Regions from separate parts of the Anas platyrhynchos genome. Here region 2 is linked to region 1. Evidence: chromatin contacts called from public Hi-C data. All regions are on one chromosome and are shown on one strand. The core of a region is the stretch at or near the end of the contact, and the rest is flanking DNA. Distances in the headings are between cores, read along the strand shown. Region 1 overlaps FOXN3 (forkhead box N3). Region 2 overlaps FOXN3 (forkhead box N3).

Evidence for each region. A called contact is a pair of places that touch in the nucleus more often than the background predicts.
Region 2: a contact with region 1 is called in a Hi-C map of liver, with 1.6 times the contacts expected there. The contact joins two enhancer-like sites. A contact is called at or near these places in 2 of 8 Hi-C or Micro-C datasets (liver and skeletal muscle).

Annotation. Positions count from the first base shown.
Region 1 is chr5:18,063,139-18,069,541 of IASCAAS_PekinDuck_T2T, forward strand. FOXN3 (forkhead box N3) reads left to right here. Exons shown (of 8, transcript XM_027459039.3): 3 at 1,295-1,431. Among named protein-coding and RNA genes, the nearest start is that of FOXN3, 94 kb to the left of the region's middle. Within about 2 kb of position 4,758, at least 3 of the 8 cell types and tissues checked have an H3K27ac peak or open chromatin away from gene starts, as enhancers often do.
Region 2 is chr5:18,114,779-18,121,231 of IASCAAS_PekinDuck_T2T, forward strand. All of the region lies in intron 4 of FOXN3 (forkhead box N3), which reads left to right. Among named protein-coding and RNA genes, the nearest start is that of TRNAT-UGU, 86 kb to the right of the region's middle. Within about 2 kb of position 4,488, at least 5 of the 8 cell types and tissues checked have an H3K27ac peak or open chromatin away from gene starts, as enhancers often do.

The sequences.
Region 1 (6,403 bases), core at 3,508-6,007:
ATCCAGTGACGTTAGGGAAGCCTTTTTCCTATTTTTCTGTTTTCTTGGAGGAGGCTTCAGCGCAGGTTAGAGAAGGAGCTCTGCAAGCACTTAGTGTCTTACACACACATCCTAAAGCTGCCGTAAGGCAGAGGAGCACTTAGGAGCTGAGCTGGTGGGGCTCCACGGAGAAGTTTCCGAAAGGAACCAAGTGGCTGGCTTTGGTCTTCCGTGTGGTGTTAGGAAGCAGTCTCCCCCTCAGCATGACTCTGCGCGTGTGCGTTTGCTGCATGACCCTGAGAGCCCTGCTCCGCTGCTGAGGATGGGAGTTCGGAGAAGGGGCGGCCAGAGGTGGTAGCACCGCCTCCCCGCTGCTTCCAGAAAGCCTCAGCACTTACCAAAACGCTCGTCCTAATGCCTTGAAAGCCTGCCAGTGCAACTCAGTCAATAACGAGGACTGGTGCAAACTGAGGCCGTTCTTGGGTCGCTCCGTGTGCTTTCTTAGTGGGGCCGAGGGAGGGCTGTGCTGCTGCTTGCTCATGCAGAACAGTTCCAGGTGTCTGCATCCTGAGACAAGAACCGAAATCATGCTGCTCATCACCACAGAATAATGCTGAATTTCAGTGTAGTTTTCCCATTACAGATCAACTGCTTGAGCTGCTCTGTGTGTCCACAAAGGGTAACTGTTGTTTTAACCGATCACAATTTCACAACACCCTGAAATGGTTTAAACTCTGATTTTACTGTGTTTTTTTGGTTCGTGTTGTTGTTTTTCTTTTTTCCCCTTAGGGGAGAAAAGATGATTAATTTTCTCTTGTAGTATAATGGCACTGATGTCATGTGGTTGAGGGACTAAATCCTTTTATTTTTAAAACAGTTGCTAGGGTGTTTAAACCCCTCCTTTTTAGCCCTGTTTCTTGTTAGTGTAACAGCAAAAGGAAAAGAAAAGCACTTTCAAAAAGAACCTAGCTTTCTTCAGAGTTTCCATTGAACAGTAACTGAAGCTTCTTATTTTTCCAGTGCGGGGTGATGGGGACGTTGCCAGATATTAAATGATATTAACTAGTATCAAGGGGGGGGGAGAAGAGCAACTGAACATGCATTCTTACTTTTTTTTCCCCAGAAGTGTGATTTAAATCATATAGTCGCAGTACGTTATTAATGGAGTAATAATCTCTGGCAAGCAAGCTGTGTTCACTTCTGTCAGACAAAAAACCCAAACCCACTGCTTTTCCTGACAAATACTGCTAAATAAATAAGGCTATGCCATTAGATCAAATATTTGATTTTTTTTTTAATTCTTTTTTCTTTGCAGAGTATTGGAAAGGGGTCCTTGTGGTGTATAGACCCAGAATATAGACAAAATCTTATTCAGGCTTTGAAAAAGACACCCTATCACCCATATTCGCATGTGTTCAATACACCTCCCACATCTCCTCAGGCATATCAAAGGTAAGCACTAGACGCATTTTACAACTCTAAATGTTTTCATCCAGCGTTGCATATGAACCTTGGCTGAGCTGTGAAGCGTGGTGAGGCCGGGCAGCCTGCAGCCAGCCGTGCATGGGGCCGGGACGTCGGGGCACCGAGCCTTGGTGGCGGCCCTGCTCCACCTGAGCCATGTGCTCCATTCGCACCATACCTGGAGCAGAAATGGCGAACGGAGGGCTCGCCCCGTTATCGCTAGGGGACAGCAGGGTACCCATGCTCAGAGGGCATGGGTTTGTTTTCCTGGGGCGTGCTGTGTTGTGCCCACGCAGCCCCCGGGTGGGTGAGCAGCGGCCCCTGCCTTCCTTGCTTTGCCAACATCAGCGTGGGGTGGAGGCTGTCCATGTGCTCTGCGTGTGTTTTCACGTGGGCTGGTGCTTACGCCTAACCTTAGCGAAAGAAGAGGGAAACCTGTGACCGCCAAGCGGAGATGCAGGCACTGGGTTTGGACACAGCTGCTCTCTGCTCGCTGCTGACGTGGAGCTTGCTCGCTTCGCTTTGCCCAAAGGCTGCGTTGGAAACGCCGGCCGCCTGCAGCCAACCCTACAAAACCACCCAGCCGGCAGCATCACTGTGACCGAGCCATGGCAGTGGCGGCTCTCAACACCCTATGGACTCCGGCGCTTTTTGGGGCGGGGGGCGGATTTTTCCGGAATGGATCCTGCGCTTAGCGCTGTGCCTGGGGATGCTGGCGCGGGAGCAGCGGCCGCCTGCCCCGGGTGCCGGATTGGCCTGGCGGCCTCCATGGCAACGGGCGTCGCCATGGCACCGCGTAGCCTGGCAGGTGCAGCGGCACGGCGGCATGGCAGCACGGCATTATGGCGGCACAGGGCCTGCGCTGCCTGGCGCGGGGACAGCCCGCTGGGGCGCAGCCGCGCCGTTGCCGTGGCGACAGGGAATCCTGCATAGCAACAGCAGGCGGCCCGCAACTTTTGGGGGAATCAGCATCCTGCACCCGGCTTTGTCTGCCATCTGGGGCAGAAGGATTGTGGCGTTTGTGTATTTATTTAGTTTTATTTTCGTATTTTTTTCCCCCTCCCCTGTTACAAAATGAGCTGCTGACTTATAGCGAGCCAGCGCCGGGAGGTGACAGGAGCACAGGGCATCCGCGGTATGGCCTCGCTGCATCCTATCTTTCCTGTGGGGCTTTAGAGAAATATTTTCCACAGTGTCACCATTGCGTGGGATTTTTTCGCTTTTACGTTCCCCCTGCTCCCAGCGATCCCCCCGCTACTGCACTTTGCAGAAGGACAGATGAATAATTGGAGTGATGGCATTACAATGGTAATTTGTGTATTTGAATGAGGTTTGCTTCCAGAGCCTCATTTTATTGTCTCTGTTGCATTTTTAAGAGTATTTTAATTATGCCCATATAGATTTATGCAGAGACTCTTGTATCAAGTGAAAGTGTAAAGCACATCTGACACACAACTGGAGGGATTTTGATCCCTTCTAATCCCCACAAGCAAAACATTCCGGCAAACACATGCAGCTGCAAGCAGTAGCCCCGGTGTTTGATGCCTGAAGCAGGTATTCACTCAGTGGGGTGGCTTGGCCAGAACCGGTGATGTTGCTGGCAGCTGTCACCTGCAGGGGCTTGCAGTGGCTTTTCCAGGTCATCCTTCACCGATGTCCAGATGTAGCTGGGCAAATGGCAGAGCCATCCTCTGAGCAACGAGTGGGAGGGTGCCACCAAAACACCCTCAAGCAAGTCCCCAGACTGAAAGGGAAACTTGCCTTCCCTGGAAAGAGGGAGATGGAAGAGCTGCTGCTACTCAGCTCGTGCTGCCAGGCGCTCGCACAGTAGCTATGAGTCTTCTGATAATGGCTGCATCATAAAACAAAGAGCTTGCAGGGCTGCAGGAGTAAACTGCTCACAAATAGACGCCCGAAGGAGGTTGAGCTTTGCATTAAAATATTGTGGTCTTGCTCTTATTTTTAGCTGGGTGTCTTTCAGCACTTCCACTGTCAAATAAAACTTAATCTTCCTGTGGTCTTCTAAAATATTTAGTTAGTCACCTGCTACAGACTGACAGAATATCAGCATAAGGCTTCTCTAGGCCATCAGTGACTGTTGAGTTAATTTCATTATGCATTGGTAGTTACATGGCAAAGTCATTTTTTGGATAGATTTCTGATACATTCGCAAGTAGTTGAACATTCCCTGTGCGTTTGGAAAAACATTAATCCCATATGTATGTGATTGCTTTCTCATGTGTACAAAGACTTCGGTAGCGGGTAGAAAAATGTAAATCCGCTCTGCCATCGTCATATCTCCCGAGCAATACATTGTCATAGTAACAAATTCCAAGGGAAATTCTTCTGATGGTGGAGGTGATATGTTTAGAAAAAATCCTTGGATGGCAGAGTTTTGTCGCTGTCCGTCAGCCTTACATAACTGAAGCCCACAACTAAGAGAAACCATGTCACCTGATGTTAATGAAATACGCCTGAAACAAGATAATTCACCAATATTAGAACGCCTGTAGGAAACTGGGTTAATCGGAGGAATTGTAAGGTTTATAAGGATCAGTTGCGGCTATTCCACAGAGGCAAATTGACCTATTGCTTGTCTTTATCAGATGTTTTGGAAGAATAAGGATACACAAATGAATCACATGGTCAGTTTAGTATCTGCGTAAGCAGCTTAGGGGTGAATTGAGCATGGGGCAGAGGAATGTATTGTAAAAATATCCCAAGCAAGATGATCACTGAACGTACAAATGCTCCTTTTCTGAGCAGAGTTAATTCCAGCAGATAATTTAGCTTTACAACTCCAACAGAACATGCTGCATAAACATAACAGGGAAGACTTTTTATGAAGGAGTTTTATAATGTGAACCCACACATTTAGATGACTGACTCAGTATTATACTGGTATCATTTTAGATTAGACATCTGACTCAAACCAGGAAGTTTGGATTACACTGGGATCCATGTATACAAGAACGTAGTTTTGGGGGAAAAACAAGTCGCAGTGTTTGTACACAAGACAGAACTTCAGACTACTGTTGTCTGAATTGCTACTGCTTCTTTGAACGTGAAGAAGATTATCTGTAAGCTTAAGAGGAAGTATATAGTAATGCAAATTACTTAATTTTAATTGGGTTGGGTACGTGTTCTTAAAAGCAACGCTCATGCCAAACAGAGAAACCTTTATTTTCTAATTCTTCTGATGGAGGCGTATATCATGTCATTTATGATGAATTTCAAGGGTTAACTAACACTGATACACAGTGTGATAAAGAAAAAACTCTCCTGGGTGTGGAAAAATGAGTGCTTTAGTCCAAGGGCTATGGTGTGTTTCTTTTTAAATATTTACAGTTGTGTTGGCAATAGCAACCTTGAAACGTATTTATAGACACAAACTTTGTTAAGTAACTATGTAAGTCAGTGCCCTGATATTTTATCTGCATGCTTTACCTTCAGCTTTCTGACTCTAACTGAACTATAGGTGTGATTTTTCTCTTCTGGTAGTGCCTTGAGGAGATCTTGAAATGGATTTTTCTTTCCTCTAAGTATGTCATATCAGTATAGTTCTCAGTTATTTTCATTAGCAGAAGGAGAAATACTATCAAGAAATGTAATGTAAAATAACAGAAATTATTAGCATCACAGATGGCTAGGAATTTTTTGGAGATCTGGGTGACCTCGGAATCCTGGCTAGACCACTTTATAGACTATACGATGTGTAGAGTGTTGCTTTTTTCTGCTTTTCATTTTTCCAATGTATTTTGCTAAACCAGCGGTGAGCATTGGCACATCTGGGCTAAGCTGCCATGTAACTGATGAAATTGAAAATTGACCTGAAAAAGGAACTGAAGAGAGGTTTCTTTCTTGCGTTGCCCCAGCCCACCTGTTCAGAAAGGCTGCATCTGGTCCCTGGTTTGTTTGCATCTCTCTTGTAGGAGCAGCCTGGGTGAGCTTGCTTGATGTGTTGTGTGTTAGTGGGGCTCTTGGGTTCCCGGCTCAGCAGCCAGGGAAGTCCAGGCTCAGCAAGTCACAGAGCCACCTCTGCAGCGACTGCCTTCTGTGTAAAGACCCTTTTCAGAGCATATTTAATTTAAATGGCACTGCTGCTTGGCCTGGTTCTTCCTTTTCCCTTCCTTTCTTGGAAGTGCATGATGTAGGAGTGGGTATGTTAGTGACCAAATGTTTTATGAAACTTTACTACTGGAGAATTTGAAAAATGAGGAGTGGCTTGTGTTTTATTGAATTTAGTGTCTCTTATCACTATTGCCTTCCGTGCAGCTGCTGGCTTTCTAGAAGTGCTATGAGCTCCTTAAATTTTAATCACTTCTTTCTCCTGTGTCATGTCCTTCAATATCTGTTTCTACTAAAAATGTTTTTCTTTCTGCCCTTAATTCATACCATTTCAGACAGTGACCTGTCCCAAGCATAGGCGTTTTGTGAAGACTAAATTATGAAGAAGCCCACTGCAAAGCAGCACTTTTCGCACGTTTTAGCCAAAGGTCTGGAGCGGGCTCAGGAGGACGGCCCTCCTGAGGGGCCTCCCGCGGCCTCCATTTTGGTGCTGGCCCATCTCCGTAGGAACGTGTGTTTCTGACAAGCCACATTTCTTTGTGCTGCTGTAAAAGGAACGGTGCGTGTGACAGGTTTCCTTGTGAGGTAATCAGGTTAAGATAACCACACTCCCATACATACGTCTCATCCTGGGCTGAACGAGGAGCCGACTGCGGCACACCAAGTTGGTGGATACATGGGTTTGCTTCACACGCGGCTTCCCTGGTAGCACTGGGTGCACGCAGTGGCCCCTGCTCCCTGTTCAGATGGGTAGCACAGGAGTGGGGTCTTTGTGATCATGAGTCCCTGTTTGACTTTTGAAATTTATTAGTGAGATTCAAGTCTTGGTGTATATTGGATATCAAGCTTCTGTGATTTCTATCACTGCAAGCCATGTAGTGAACAGGGAGCA
Region 2 (6,453 bases), core at 3,238-5,737, 51 kb after region 1:
GTGACAGCATCAATGCTGAGCAAAACCGTGTAGCTAAAGATTGGAGCACACCCCTGTGATGGAAAGGTTTTGCTGGGAAGGACTGTTTGTTCTGGCACCGTGCTGCACACCTTGCCCACATTCGTGTGGTTTGTTGTCTCTTTGCTGTCTCCCAACAAAAACTATTCCAGACCACTATCACTGGAAATGGAGCACAAGTTTGAAACCAGAAGTCTTCCTGGTTTTCAAGTTGTAGCAGTCACAGAGGAAGGCAGGAAATCAGTGCTGCCAGTGGGAAAGAACAAAATGGGGAATAACGCTGGCTCGAAGACTCAGAAGAGGAGATTGCTTGGATTGTGAAATTAGTTAGGGTTATTTTCATGTAGGAACAAAGACTCCATATACATTTGTTACCAATTGCTTATAATGCAGGTCTCTCCTATTATGTGTAATACTCAGAAATGCATGGGAAGTAGGAAGTTCTTTCCTATGTGCAGCACACATTAGTTTAAAAATTGGCGTAAAGGAATAGGAGTTTTGTTTTTCGGGTCTTTCTTTCTTTAAAAAGTGCTTATACCGAATGTTTTGTTTTATATTGCCAGTTTGAAGTGGAGATCAAGTCAGCAGTGCAGCAGCCACCACGTATAGCTGTGTGAAGAACATCTCTTGTAAATATCAGTCGATACATCTCTGAGTGTTTTATGGAACGTAACATAAAAGGCATATTCCTTGCCAAAACTTCCTTTGTGCTGGGCTTCTCTCTAATGTAATTTCCATCAGTTAAAGAATAAAGAGAGCATGTTTTTGGGCCCGTTTTGCTTGGCAGTGCACAAAGGAAAAGAAGGTTTGGGGGGGTGGGGAGTATGATTTCTCAGCTCCTTCACACAAAGAAATACTGTACTGCTTTCAGAGATCTCTTAGTACAAATGCCTCCTGTCACAGGCGATCAGTGTTACGCCATTTTGACACAGCTGTACAGGATACTGCAGTGCTTTATGAAATCGTTGCCCTGGACTCAGTACAGGAGGACTGGAACTGGGCTAAAGCCATAGGTCTGATTTTCTGTACTCATGCTGGTGCTAATTGTGAAGCTAAAATTGCTTCAGTGGGTAGTTCTCAAATGGCACCATTTAACGTTAACGTGCACGTAGAAGATGAGGCTAACCTAGCACAGAGCTGCTTGGAAGGACGGGGGCTGTCTGTCTGTCTGGGGCTGTGCAGCTGTGTGCTGTCTCAGAGGAAGGAGTAAGAGAAATCCAAACTTGCATGGCACCCCTGTTGACTTTATCTCGTGATTTTGTCAGCATGTCTGTATCGAAACCCTGGTAGTTTAAAATGCGGTTGGTTGTTCTTTCCTTGAACTTAAACCCAGTAACCTAGTTGAATGCGCCAAAGGAATCCAAACAGTGTGGTAGGGCTGGATGTTTCAGGGACATCTTATTTCAACCGTTTCATCCATAGCAGATGTCCCACCAGAACATTGTCCCATCCCAAAAAGTCCGACTGCAAGCCACCAAATGCTTGGCTCTGTCTCCTCCTGCTAGAAGTGGCATCTGCCAGATCTCTGCACCAGGAGACAAGGCTTGACTGGGAAAAAGAGTTGGACTCACCTCAGCGGGGTGTGGAGGGAGGCAGCTGGAGAGCTCTATACCCCACCTAGAGCAGGCAGTGCTGCTGCCAAGAAGGGAACGGCCTGGCTGGCAGTGGGTCACCTGGCTCAGCAGCTACCTGAAGACACTGGTACGAGGGACGATGCTGTGTGCCACATGCTTTATGTGCCTTGAAGTAGTTCTGCTGCTGTAGCCCTACACAGGGAAAAGCAGAAGGTAAAGAGCTGATGTTCCTTGTGGTGGTTAGCACAAGCACATGCACAAGAATGTGGTTCGTGCTTGTTAAACTCGCATCCTGGTTGCCCTCTCCCAGATGAGCTGTGTAATACTGAAAATGAGATAACAGTAAATAAAACGTTCAACCTAGTTTGAAACTGTCAATAAACAAATGTCTCTGTTTTATGTTGTGTGCACACATTTGGTTATCAGATGTTTCCAACAGTCCTGCTGCTTGATGCTCTTTGTATGCATCTCCTTTTGGGACTCGCGTATGAATTTTCTCCTAATTACAATCTTGCACTGCTAAAACTAGTTTATTAATGATGAGTGACCATGACTCCATTAATGTGTAAGAAGAAAGTAAGATCCAACTCCCTTGCCTTCTGCTGGTCACAAGTACTTTGAAGGTAGGTGGCTTTATTCCCATGCTTACCATTTGAATATGTTATCTTTTTATGCTCAAAGTATCAAACTTCCTCATTAGTGGGCTTGCTGTGAGAACATCTTCTAGAGCTGGTTTTTTGACTTAAAACAGAAACTGAAAATTTTATCAGACTTACTTATGTTGCACTGAATTCCATCAGATTTCTTGGTGTCCCTCTATTTTACAATTTTCACGAAAGTACTTCCTTTAAAATCTAGTTTAAGAGCTCGTGTCTTGCTGCTGGTTCAGTAATGCAGCCTGCTCTGTTTGCAGTGTGTCGCTGGTACGTTGCCCAGTGCTGTGTGCTCGTGTACTAGTGGAGGGGGGTGTTTGGAGATTTGAGGAGACAAAGGTCTCTGTACTCTTTCATGTTTGCATGGGATTTTTTGTTCAGTTCCAATTCATTGCTTTTTAGCAAGTGTGGACCATTCAACTTCGACTGCTTGTTTATTTTTTTTGTTTGTTTGTTTTCCTTTTCTTGAAGTCAAAGAAACACATCAATATTTGTGATTCTGGTGGATTTTGAAACAATTGGTCTGTTTGTTTGCTAGTATATTCTAGCAAAAATGTGTAGGCATTGCATAATGAAGGTAATTAATGTTGCCTCTGAGTTTCCATTTGATTCACACTGAGACAGGGAATCCTGATGTGCAAATGACGGTCCCTCTGTATTTGTGTGAACATTTTGGGTCTTTCAGCCTTGTGTTTCACACAGCCCACCTCTGTTATTTTACCACAGGCATTGATACGTGCTCAGTTTAACGGTTTCCTTTTGTACTTTCTGAGGTTTTCCTGCTTCTTTTTGGTTCTTATTCTTGTATTTCCCTTTAAAAGAATCTTCTGGCCCTCCACAGGTAATTTTGCAGCTTTGCTCAAACTCAGATGTAACAAATTCTGCACCTTAAAGCGAACTGTGTGAATTTGTGTTCAGCATGTACCAGATTTTTATTTAGTATGCCTTTAAATGTGGTTCATGCTTGACTTTCACAGTGAAGGCGTGCTGGATATTTCAGTGCAAGTACACCTTGTTTCTTTATGTTTGCTGTTGGTGTGGGTATGGGCTACTAGTAACACAGTAAGAATAAAGGTTTCTATCGATATTTATATAAGGTGTGTGGTTTATTTTTCCCCATTGGATGTGTTGTTAAATAATAACTGCTGTGCTCCAGTGTTATTTTTTAGGTAACTTTATAAAAGAACACACATCACTTGAAGGATTAGTTTTTTTTTTCCCCTAAACTGTTGCATGGAGAATAGTGTTCAGTATATAATGTGTTAGACCGTGAAGAGTAGAAATGCGGTCTTTAGGTGGAAAGAGGGAGATGTATGACATTCTGGTGACACGTGTATAATTAGTTTTGGGGAAGTGAGGCAGAGTTATGATTTGTGGTCAGCTGTGTATTAGAATAGGGTTTTGTTGTTTCCTTAAGCAGACCTAGAAGGCTGCAGAATGGCAGCAGCCCTTGTGCTGTGTTTTTCCTTCGCCTGGGGAGAGCAGACTGCGCGCTGAAGGCAGATGAGAAGGGGTGCAAGTTACCCTGTCAGGGCACAAGAAGCACTTTCTCACATCAGCATGTTGTGTAGCCTTAATTTTGGTCGTCCTAATACTTAGCTCACTCAGGTGAGGCAGGCTAGAGAAGAGGACACTTGGTGGGCCTTGGAGAGCTGGGGCCAGCTTCTCAGTTCAGGCTCAGTCTGGTTTTGCCAGGAGCTAGAAGACCTGTAAGAAGAAGAGATATGTTGTCGGAATTGGTTGGTTACTGCTTAAAATCACAGGTAAATGCTGAAGAATAAAGACTTCCTCCTTCCTGACCGGACGAAACACAGGAAATGTGGCCAGTGGTGTGCAAACGAAACACCTCTGAAGTGATGCGAAGCCAAGGATGTGCGGCAAGGGCAAGGCTTGCACTGAACAGATGGTTTCAACCAGCATCTGCAGGAGTGAGGCTCGCCTTGCTGTCTCCTCCTTTCGTTCTGCCTCCAAGGAAGGTGGCTTTTAAGCGTTGCACAGCGTTCCCTCTTGTGCATGACAGGGGCTGCGGGTGCTGCCGGCTGCCATGGCAGTGGACGGGACGTGCGCCTCAGGGCGGCCTCGCCCTGGCCAGGAGACCCTGTGGCAGCAGCAGAGACCTTGTCCTGCTCGGGAGCGGAGCTGCCCCTGGCAGTCTTGTCAGGGATTGAAATGTCCTGACCGTGCCCCGTGCCGTGGTGGGTCAGGTGATAAGGGTGGTTATTCTTAGGGCATGACAGCATACTGAAATACATCTGTGCCCCGGTGTAGGGAACCAGACGTTTCTGAGGTGCTGTGCTCCATGTGCCTCTCAGGGCTGTGTTCCCTCCCCTGCTGCCACACCACAGCACGAGTACCACGCTGGGCTTTCTTAGGTCTATCAAACCCTGTATTTAGTCTTTTTCCTCTTGATTGCTAAGTTATTTTTCAGTAAGCCATGAGCAAATATACAGACAATTCTTACATAAGCCACTTTAATTATGTTTGTCAATTTAATATCCTATTCTGATCTCATTTGCTGCCCTTCACTGACTTCAGCAGGACTATTTCTGATGCCTGGCATGATAAAGGAGGGTTGCACCTGGTCACTGAAATGCCCAAGTGCTGCATGATTTTAGGATAGGGCCTTTCTGTCCAAGCAGCAGCCAGGCCCTCACGGGGTGCAGACACCCATGGGTAGCAGGGAAGCTGCCAGCCATTTCTGCCCACAGACAAAACGTGTCCCACGTTTCAACGCTGTTGTCTTCCCCCGCTGTCTCTGCACACCCAGAGTCTCAGATAATTAATTTGGCAGACCTTGGCCTGTATTTTTATAACTTTATTTTTTTAACCTGTTCTAGCCTGCTGTGGGTGCTGCCAAAATACAAAAAGCAAGCGATGAAGGGGATCTTCAGAAGGGTGTGTTTGAAAAGCTTTTATAATAGTTTATTTTAAATTCTTGCCTCTGTGTGGGTGAAAAGTAATTAAAGCAAGAACTACATTGCAAATGATGTTAATTCTGAAAATACATTAAGTACATATCATCAAAGTTTTTATTTCTGAAAGCTCTAATTTTGTTAAAAATACTGAAAAGCAACTCCAGTAGAAGCCTGGTTGCACTGTAAACGGTGCAAAAGTATTTTAGTAACTGTAGTACTAATGAGCAGAACATTTTTTTTCCCTTTAATTTTTTTAAATGGCATTAGTATTCCAAACAGCAAAATCCCTGGCTGGAGAATTGTAGAAATGATGATTGCTCATTAGCAAATAGAATACAGATGTTCTGTTCATTTTGCCTGAGTGCTTCACATAAACACCTTGGGGAGTGACTGGCACGGAGTACAGAACTTGATAGCATAACAGTGTGCTCGGCACTTCGGGGCTGGCAGCAGAAGCAGAAGCATACCATGTAATTTTATAAAATTTTGTGTAATTTTTAATCATTTGTAGAGTTTGTGTAAAGCGAAGACCTTCATATGGGAGAGGGAGGGGGGATGTGGATGTCTATGGGGCTGTAAATGCCACCAGAAACTACAGCCGGGTCAACAACGAGTCCAGGAGCTGGACCCATTGGTCCATGTGGGTCCCTTCCAACTCAGGGTATTCTGTGCTTCTGTGAGCTTCGTGGAGGGCTGTTCACATCTTTCTGGTTGACTTTCAACCTTCAGTTGACAAAGGAGCAGATTTCCATCCTTCTGTGATTATAGGTCATCATAGGTCTGTGAGTCTTGTATCGGTCACATGTTTTTGAATTTCTTGGGCCTCTGAGGTGACATGTTTTTGGTTCCTTTCTCATGTTTGTCTCCAGGAGGGGTAACCAGGTGAGGAATTTGCTGTTCTGCCTCTCCCCTTTCATTCCTCCATCTTGCCCCCACCCAACAACAATTCCACTTCTAGAGCGAAGTTATTCTTCTGCACTCAGGAGATCACCCTGCGTGAGAGCAGCTTTGCTTTTAATCATATATGTGACTTCTGTTGAGCACACAGTAAATAGGGACTGGAATAGTAAAGCACCACTGGGAACTTTCTGAAAGTTGTGTGTTGGGAGCATTGGGGATTTACTTCCCAGCATGATGTTGCTGAATAAACAGTTTTCTGTGGCTGCCCGTGGTGCTTAAGGAGAAACTGGAAGCTGAGATGCCCCTGCTCTGCTGGCAGAGCTCAGTGGGTTATGCTCTTCGTGTCCCTTGTCTTTGTTCTCTGCTCCTTGCAGAATAGCATGAGAGGGCTCC